Linked DNA regions of Mus musculus: regions 2 and 3 are each linked to region 1. The links are chromatin contacts, called in public Hi-C and Micro-C maps. All regions are on one chromosome and are shown on one strand. Each heading gives the region's core, a stretch centred on a gene start, on an enhancer-like site or on the middle of the called end of the contact. The rest is flanking DNA. Distances are from core to core; before and after follow the strand shown. Region 1 holds the start of Hmx2 (H6 homeobox 2). Region 2 holds the start of Ccp110 (centriolar coiled coil protein 110). Region 3 holds the start of Igf2os (insulin-like growth factor 2, opposite strand).

Region 1 (2,830 bases), core at 172-2,671:
GCTGGAGGCGAGGCAAGCGCGCTCCGAGCTGCTCAGGTAGCGTTTCATGTCGAAGGTAGACTCGAGCTGGTACACTTGGCTGCGGGAGAAGACGGTGCGCGTCTTCTTCTTGGCCGCTCCGGTTTGGCGCTCCGCACCGCCGTCCCGTGGCCGCTCCGGGCCCGGAGAAGGCGAGCCCGCCGGCAAAAGCCTCTCCTTCTCTTCCTTAAAGTCCGGGTGAGAAGGAGAAAGGAATGGCGTGCGCTCCGAGGCCGCAGGCCCTGCGCCTCCGCTGCCCTTGGGGGTACCTGAAGAGTGAGCACAAACAGAATGACCATGGAGTTGATGAGCCTTAAAGACTCTCAGCTCTGCCGGGGACAAGGAGGTTGACTGATGCCTGCATCCTTGATTCCCCTATTGCTAACCCTTTCCTTTTCTACTGCGTCCTGCTAGCGCCCAAAGTCCAGAGCCTCGGCCTTTCAAAGCAGCAGAAGAGGGTTCCATATAATCCGAGCTGGAGGGTCTCCTTCCACTCTTATAAAAGTAAACGTGGTACCGGGTCTGGAATGGGGACATTAACACCATTTTTTAAAGGTGATTTTTGCCTTTGAGGACTGAGCTCTACAAGGTAGCATCATTTTACAGGCCGTTTTCTTTGAGAGTCGGGCTAATTTTATTCATAACTCCTTGGCTGTCCTCCGTTAGCTTTTACCTCTCTGAAACTCAGCACTGTCAATCATTTTAGAGTACTAATCACTTCGAGAAGAGGCCGAGAGGAGGGAAAAGACATAGAGCCTGCAGGACTGACAGAACACCCAAACCAGACCTGCAGAACTAAGTCAGGACAGAAAGTACCCGGCGTGCGAAACCATTTTGGCCAGCATTGTGTACCGCCCGCAGAGTTCCTGGCCCACTCTGGTTCACCCTCCTTCCCCTTACCCAGTCTTCCCCTTACCGCCCCAATATTCCTCTACTTCTCCCCAGCGCCGGCCCTTCCGGCCTTTTCGAGAATGCACCATGGGTGCGTAGTCCCCTCCCCTTAGCCTGGACCACTAGCGGCCCGGCTGTGACCCGGGGATGCCCTGCTCCGCGTCTCCGACAATCACACACCGCATCGGCTCACGCTCACTCGGGCCAGACTCCCGACCTGCGATCCTTACCCAGGCAAGGGAAAGGGATGGGGGTATGGTGCTTAGGGCTTGGCTCCTTGGGGCCGTGCGGATCTGGGCAGAAGCAAGCCGGAGCCTTCCAACCTTCCTCCGGCTCCTCCTCCTCCGAGGACACAGACAGGCTGCGTTTCCTGGCTGGCCACCCGGCGGGCTCCCGCGGTGCCTCGGAGGGGCCCCCGCCCAGGATGGACTGGATGGTGAAGCTGGAGACGCCACCGGCCGCCGGACATCCCTTCCCCACATCTTCCTTGCTGCCCATCCTGGGTTCATAAGAAATCGGAGGAAACCAAGAACTCCCTTTAGAGCGGGGCTGGGTGGAAGGTGGTGCGGGCAGGCGGGCGGGGGGAGGGGCGGGAGGGAAAGCAAGGGGAGGGGGCTACGAGGCTGGCGAGGCGTCCCTTCTGCTCCAGGACGCGCAGGCACCGGACCGCTGTGCGCGGGTCCCTGCCGGCCCGGCTCTGGGTGAGCCCGCCCAGCCCCGGTGCCAATGTCCCTTCCTCGTTTGACAACTCCACCGGTCTCCAGCGACGCGGAGGCTGCGCGGCCTCATTTGCATAGAGGTTACCCGGCCGCGGCCAATCGCAGCGCCGCGGAGCGGCCCCGGAATTTTTTAAAAAGCTGGGGCCGAGCACGCAGCACCGGGAAGCTCCGGGAGCAAGCCTAGACGCGCACTCGCATCAGCTCTGTCCAGCCCGTAACATCTGGGGCTGAAGGCAGCTTAGATTGCAGCCTGTGTTCCTGGTCTTTGCCTTGCCTCTCCAGAAACGAGAACAGCGCCCGGGGTCGAGCTGGTGGGGCTCTCTCACATCCAAGATGCACACCATAGGCTGCTGCCACCCTCCCCAGTCCTCAACCCCTTCTAGCCTCTTGGGAACTAACAGCGCTCTACGAGTCTTCTCCCGCTGCGTTGGGGATTGACAGTATGTGGCTCTCCGCTGGGAGACACAGGAGCAAAGAAATTCTACAGCTCTGGACCTGAAGACCCCGCTGACTAAAGGGGGCAGAGGATTTTGGAAACAGAGTAGCCCCCAAATGTCCCGAGGTTCCGGCTCACATTCCAGCAAACGCCATTTGCACTGTGTGAACTTGAACAAGTCTGGTCCCAGTAGAAGCATCCCTGCCCCCTGGCAAACTTCTTAGTGTCGCCTGCCCCCATTCTCTGGTTGTGATGATGTGTCAGCTAGAAACCTATAAACTCTCAGAGTGCAGAATAGTTATTTCCTAATCCTTGACCGAATACCACACAGCTCGCCTTCCCACACTGCAGCTAAACTCATTTACTTTATTTTGCTGGTAAATACTGGCGGTCTCAAAATGGCTACGCTGCTTCTGGAAGGAAACGAAGTAGGTAGGTATGGGGACTTTTTAGAATTGGACAGGATCCTGTTAAATATAGGTAGGGTGTCTTTGGGCAAGATATGTACACTTTCCACGCCTCGTTTTCCCCATCCTAAAATTATTTGAAGTGTTGCTTTCCTTTCAGAGGTCAAGGTACAGCTTTATAAAACCTGACTCTCTCCTTCCTTCTTGTGGCCTCTCCCTAAGCCCTGACTCTTGCTTGTTTAATCCCTAGAGCACCTGTTACCTGATCTAGAGTCATCTCAACAAAGCAAGCAAAGGGATTTGAGGCGACAGTTATCTACACAAGCTTTATGGAAAGGAACGAGACCCAAAGCTTCCAG
Region 2 (2,830 bases), core at 119-2,618, about 13 Mb after region 1:
ACATTTCTCACACCAGTTACCACTTGCAAGCAAGGTTTATTTTAAGGGAGTCTTGATGACAAGGTGATCCCAACCTCAAACCTACCACCCCATACTTTAGCATCAGGCATTACTGGTCCATGGTCCACTTACATTCACACCAGCCTCAGCAGGTCCAGGCATGCCTTTTCTACTCCATTTCTACCTAATTACAAGTGACCTTTGTCCAGGAAGTCTCTTGGCAAACCCTATAGCCTCATGGCTCCTATCTACTTATTCATAACCTGTACTCAGAAATGTCACTGAAAGGAAAGGCGAAGGTAACACAGCTTCCAAGGCTGGCTGCTTACCACTAAGTTTTTCCACAAACACATAAACTTCCTACAGAGTCTGTAAAGGGAGAAAGATATGCTGTTTAAGGACATACTAGCTGTTCGTACATTCATGGTAGGCTAATATCCCTGGACCCCACCATCTATAAAGTGGGGCTCTGTCTCAAGGCGATTTTATGAGAAAACAATGAGCTAAGGCACAGACAGCAATCGCAGGACTGTATGTAGGACAAATAGAAGCATCAGTAAGTGGAAGCTGCTTCCAAACGGAGGATATAATGGTGTTTTTATCACCTCCGTGTGAACTCTTGGAGAAGAGACAATTTTTGGTTCTTCCTGAGACTCAAATGTGACTTGAAAACATGAGAAAGGGCTTTCTCATCCAAATCCATCTCTTAAGGTAGGAACCACTTAACAGCATCATGGGTGTCTGAGAGAACCAGCTACATTATCCTGCAGATGCCCCAGAGTGGCAAAGCTGGTGTAAACAGCGCTCCTATGGGCCTTTGGTTGCGGTAACCAGTATTTAGAAATGGCCAGTGCACACCCCGGGGGACGCCTCCATCTCCTCCTACACTACCTCCGACACCAAACTGAAGTCACCATGAAGTGCCTACTCTTCAGCGCAGGATGCTTCACTGGGCGGAGCCAGCATCCAAGCATCCCCTCCAAGTCCCCCTGACCCCGGTCCTCAACTCCCGCCTCCCCATTCCCGATGCCTTCAAGGGCTCGTGACCGAGGGAAGCCAAACCGGGTCCGGAACGCCGGCCTTCTGTCCCTCGGGACACCAATGCCGGGTCTCACCTCAGCCTAGACCCGTAGGAAAACGAACCCAGTCCTCTTGCACACACCTGACACCTACTGCCCGGTCAGCTTCTCTGCCCGTGGACCAGCCTCCTCTGTAAGCAAAGGCCTCAGTCGGTTTAGACAGAGCGCATCTAGGTCCTCCGCCTTCTCCTCCTCCTCCTCCCCGCCATATTACGGGTCCCTCAGGCGGCAACGCGGGATCCTGGCAACCGCTGCCGCCGCCACCAGCTCAACTCCACCCCTCAGGGCCGGTACTTCCGGTGGCTGTTTGGCGGGCAGTTGAAGCGGTTGGGCCTCCATAGACTACAATTCCCAAAGTGCACTGCGGTCATCAGCAAGCGCTTACATGAGCTTTACGCAATCGAGATGCACGCTGGGAAGAGTAGTCTTCACTGCAAACTAAGGGCTTTGACTATAAATTACCATAGAAAGTCTCCTCAGGGCCTTAAACCCCAAAAGTGTTCCTGGGAAGTTGTCGGGTATTTTTGTTTGTCTGTCTGTCCGTCCGTCCGTCCGTCTGTCTGTCTGTATAGAGATAGTCTCCTGTTTGGTCGATGGAAAATGTACAACATTCACCCATGTTTTCCCTATAAATGAAAAATGTGGCTGAATCGCAGACACCAACTCAAGGCTTTAATATATTTGCACTTCTTTGCAGATCAGTTGCGGGGAATATACAGAGGAAAAGATAACTTCAAGTTGGCAAAAAAAAAAAATCCACCAATATTTTTTATCAGTTCTTACCTAAATTACTCACTAAGAGCTTTTTTGATTTAATGACACCATTTCCATTCTATAACTGGGCTTTGCCGTCCTCCTGGTGCTTATTTTTGTTTATGTATAGTGGGAATTTTAAAGAGCCTACCAAGAGTGGTTGTGAGGCATAACAGAGAAAACTCTTATACTGCACCTGGTACAAAAATCTCTAATAGGAGGAAAGGGTCATCTAGAGAGATGCTCAGTCACTAAAGCATTTGCCACTCAAGCATGAGGACCTGAGTTCAGAGCCTGAACACTCCCCTAAAAAGGCTCTGAGTCCTGGCTAAAAATTATAATTGCCAGTCCTGGGGATATAGAAATAGGAACTCCCTGGCGATCTCAGGCCGGCCATTCTAGCCAGTTTCAATGAGATCCTCAAAAATTAGGGTGGAAATTGACTGAAAAAGATACCCAACAGAGATGGATATCTCTGGTCTCCCTATACATATGTACATGTGTGTATATATATATATATATATATATATATATATATATATATATATATACACTCATGCCAAAAAATAAAAATAAAAAGGTAGGCTAAGAGCTGGAGGCAGAGGAATCATGGGATGATGGGTATCAAGAGGTGAGATCTGTCCCACTAGCACTATCCCAGTGAAACACTGGGACGCAGAGAATGGGCTCTCAGGCAAAGGCTTTAACAGAGGCAGTGCCTCAAGAAGGGTGGCATGAGGGGACCATGGTGTGAGGGACAAAGCTGACAGAGACAAGAGTGCCCCATAGCAGTGAGTGAGCCCTGAAATGGAGTCCAAGGTCCAGACATGTTCTGTTAATCTTGAGGACAATGTAATGTGGGGCTTTGGGGTGGGGGTTCCACTTATAACTTAATAATAAAGACTTGGAGACCTGTGTATAGTATAAGGATGTTGGCTTGTTTGCTGGGGCAGTCTCTCGGTTAGCACATCTAACTCAAGCCAAGTTCTCTGCTATTA
Region 3 (2,830 bases), core at 112-2,611, about 11 Mb before region 1:
GTCTCGCTCACCTTCAGCAGCGTCCACTTCAGCAGCTCCCACTTCATCCGCTCTCCCGCCCTTCTCCTCCGATCCTCCTGCGCCAGCGGACCCGACCTTCGGCCTTGTGGTGAGCTCCCCGTGGCGCGCTCCCTCGTGCCCCAGCTCTTCCACTGCGGGGCACCGGCTACCTCGCAGTTTGTCCTCAGGGCTGCTGCGGAGTAGCGCGGGAGCGGGCTGCTGGCTTCTCCCTCGGCGGCAGCGCTCCTTTGGGCTGGGCGCTCCGAAACGCGCGCCACTTTGTGTGCACTCTGCAAACAACGCGGTGGTAGGGAAAGCGCCTGGGCGGCCAGGAAGCGGGAAGGGCAGAGCGCTCGGGCGGCTTGGAGCCTCCAACCCTACAGGTCGAGGGCTTGGGGAAGCGAGTGTAGAGCGCGGGCGCGGTGATTGATGGTCGGGCCGGGAGGTTAGCCCCGGGTGCACTGGTTTCCGCCAGTAGTGGCCCTTTAGAGGCCTAGAGGTGCGGAGGTCGGGAGAGGGAAACAAGGTGCACCGGTTTAGAAGTGATTTTGACTTGGTAAAAATCACAATGGCTTCTTATATCTGAAACCACCCGGGGAGAGTTTCTTAATAGCCCGGAATTATCGCATTGGCCCCTGGGGCCGAACCTGCAACTAAGCAAATTCAAAGTGCTGAGGACAGGGAACTGTTATCTGCTCATACTGGGTGGGGTCCCAAAGGCGCGCCGCTTAGAAGCACTTCAGTGAGCTCTGGTTTACAGGTCTGGTTTGAGCTACGTTTCCCGCCCTGCTTCTTTTTCTGCTGAAGGGCGCAGACATTGTGCGGGGGCTCCACGCGGGGCCCAGATTTGGCGTGGCCAAGCCAGCCTTCCCTTCATGGTGCACCTGGTGGCCCCCCAAAGGCTGCTAGGAGATCCCAGGCAAAGCAGAGGTTAGGGGCGCTTAGTAAGATCTATCTGGCTGCTATTCGAGGTGCCTCACAGCCCGCCCTGCCTGCTCAGGCAGGTGGAGGCTGCGCGCTCCCCCCCCCCCCCCCAGCCGATCCAGGGGACTGTCCCCTGCTTAGCAAGTAGGTCCCTGTGAGAACCCTCTACCCAGCTACCTGCGCCTTAACTCAGTCGGCCGGGATGCGCCTACCTTGTAACCCTCTAACTGAGCACAGGTCCTGCCACTACCACTGAGGCCTAGGGTGCCACGCACGTTGGTTCGCACCACGCGCCCATGTTGCACAAGCACAGGGCACCCCGGAAACATGACATGGGACCTCGATTTTTAGGGATAGACACCCAGGATTTAGTGGGCCTGTTGGGGCGCACAGCCCCCCCCCATCTTTGCCACCAGGCACTCCACTCCCCCCCCCCACCGGCAACCCCCGTGCCCAGGGCCCCCGACCCGCATTCCCCGCGTGGCTCGAGTTGCGGGGGCGGTCCCGGGGCGGGGCGAGGGCCCTGCGGACGCCCATTGGCGCGGGCGTAAGGCCAGCGGGGCCCGAGCGGGCGCCGAGCCGCGGGGTGGCGCGGCTATAAGAACCGGGCGTTGGCGCCCGGAGTTCGCCTGCTCTCCGGCGGAGCTGCGTGAGGCCAGGCCGGCCCCCGGCCCCCCCTTCCGGCCGCCCCCGCCTCCTGGCCCACGCCCGCCCGCGCTCGGCCCGCCAGCGCCTCCATCCGGGCTGGCGGCCCCGCGTCGACGCCGTCCGCCACCTCGCTGCTGCTAACTCCTGTGCAGGGCGCCGTCGGCGGGGCCGCGCTCCGTCGGGCCTGCGGATCTCCCCACCGCCTCCTCCTCTATCTACCTCAACACCCCATTCCTGCTTCGCCAGAGGAGGCGGTCCCCACCGCAGGCAGTCCGGCTTGCAGGTCGCCGGCGTTGTCATCCCCCGCGCTTCCCCTCCCAGCCCTCCCCGGTGCGCAGCCCGGCTGCTCCCCTCTTTTCGCTGCAGTCCCGAGCAGCTGAGGCGCCGCCACGCCTGTCCCCCCCACAAGAAGCCCGGGCTTACGACGGCTGAGGGCTCCGTCGACCCTAACCGAGCTGGGTGCCCGTGGCCGGGGTGACGCCTCCATTCCTCCCCCCTCAACACCGTCCTCGGTCCTTCGAAGTTGCATCCTCTCCTCTGCTTAGGGTGCGCCCCCCCTCGCGCACCCGCTTACCCGCCACCTTTCCTAAGCTCCCCTCCTGCCCCCTCCCCGTTCCTCCTCGCCTCAGACTCCCTCCCCCTCACGTCCGCCCTCTGCCTTCGCCTACCCAAGTGGATTAATTATACGCTTTCTGTTTCTCTCCGTGCTGTCCTCTCCCGCTGTGAGCCTACCCGCCTCTCGCTGTCCTCTCTCCCTCTCTCCCTCTCTGTGGTCCCCCCCTTTCACGTTCACTCTGTCTCTCTCACTATCTCTGCCCCCCAACTATCCTTGATACAACAGCTGACCTCATTTCCCGATACCTTTTCCCCCCCGAAAGTACAATATCTGGCCCGCCCCAGCCCTAAGATACCCTAAAGAAGCAGAAGAGACGCCCCCCTCCCCACCAAAAAAGCCATCTCCCCGTTCTGTCCCGTCGCACATTCGGCCTCTGCGACTCGGGCAGAGCGGCGCTGGCAGAGGAGTGCCCGGCAGAAGGGCCTTCGCCCGCTGTTCGGTTTGCATACCCGCAGCAGGGAGATGGGCGGCAGCGTCGCCGGCTTCCAGGTAAGGGCTCTCAGGGGCCCTGGGAGTGGGGGGTGCGCAGAGCCCGGCTTGGGCATGGCGGGACTGGTGCGGTGGGTGGGGGGCTGGGGGCTCGTTCCCTAAGCAAACTTTTGTTCCCCCTTGCGCCATGGAGTGGGGGAAGGGGCGGGGGTA

What was found. A called contact is a pair of places that touch in the nucleus more often than the background predicts.
Region 2: a Hi-C map of regulatory T cells shows a contact between it and region 1, with 11 times the contacts expected there. The contact joins the promoter of Ccp110 here to the promoter of Hmx2 in region 1. A contact is called at or near these places in 3 of 484 Hi-C or Micro-C datasets (CD4 T cells, CD8 T cells and regulatory T cells) and 1 of 9 other capture datasets (liver).
Region 3: a Micro-C map of embryonic stem cells shows a contact between it and region 1, with 19 times the contacts expected there. The contact joins the promoter of Igf2os here to the promoter of Hmx2 in region 1. A contact is called at or near these places in 3 of 39 promoter capture datasets (embryonic stem cells, maxillary cranial neural crest and second pharyngeal arch cranial neural crest) and 4 of 484 Hi-C or Micro-C datasets (all in embryonic stem cells).

What each region holds. Positions count from the first base shown.
Region 1 is chr7:131,552,884-131,555,713 of GRCm38.p6, reverse strand. Hmx2 (H6 homeobox 2) reads right to left here and starts at 1,421. Exons shown (of 2, transcript NM_145998.4): 1 at 1,140-1,421; 2 at 1-287. The coding sequence starts at 1,407.
Region 2 is chr7:118,711,081-118,713,910 of GRCm38.p6, reverse strand. It overlaps Ccp110 (centriolar coiled coil protein 110), which reads right to left and starts at 1,368. Exons shown (of 15, transcript NM_001360794.1): 1 at 1,163-1,368.
Region 3 is chr7:142,658,211-142,661,040 of GRCm38.p6, reverse strand. It overlaps Igf2os (insulin-like growth factor 2, opposite strand), which reads right to left and starts at 1,361. Exons shown (of 4, transcript NR_002855.3): 1 at 12-1,361. It also overlaps a transcript of Igf2 not described here.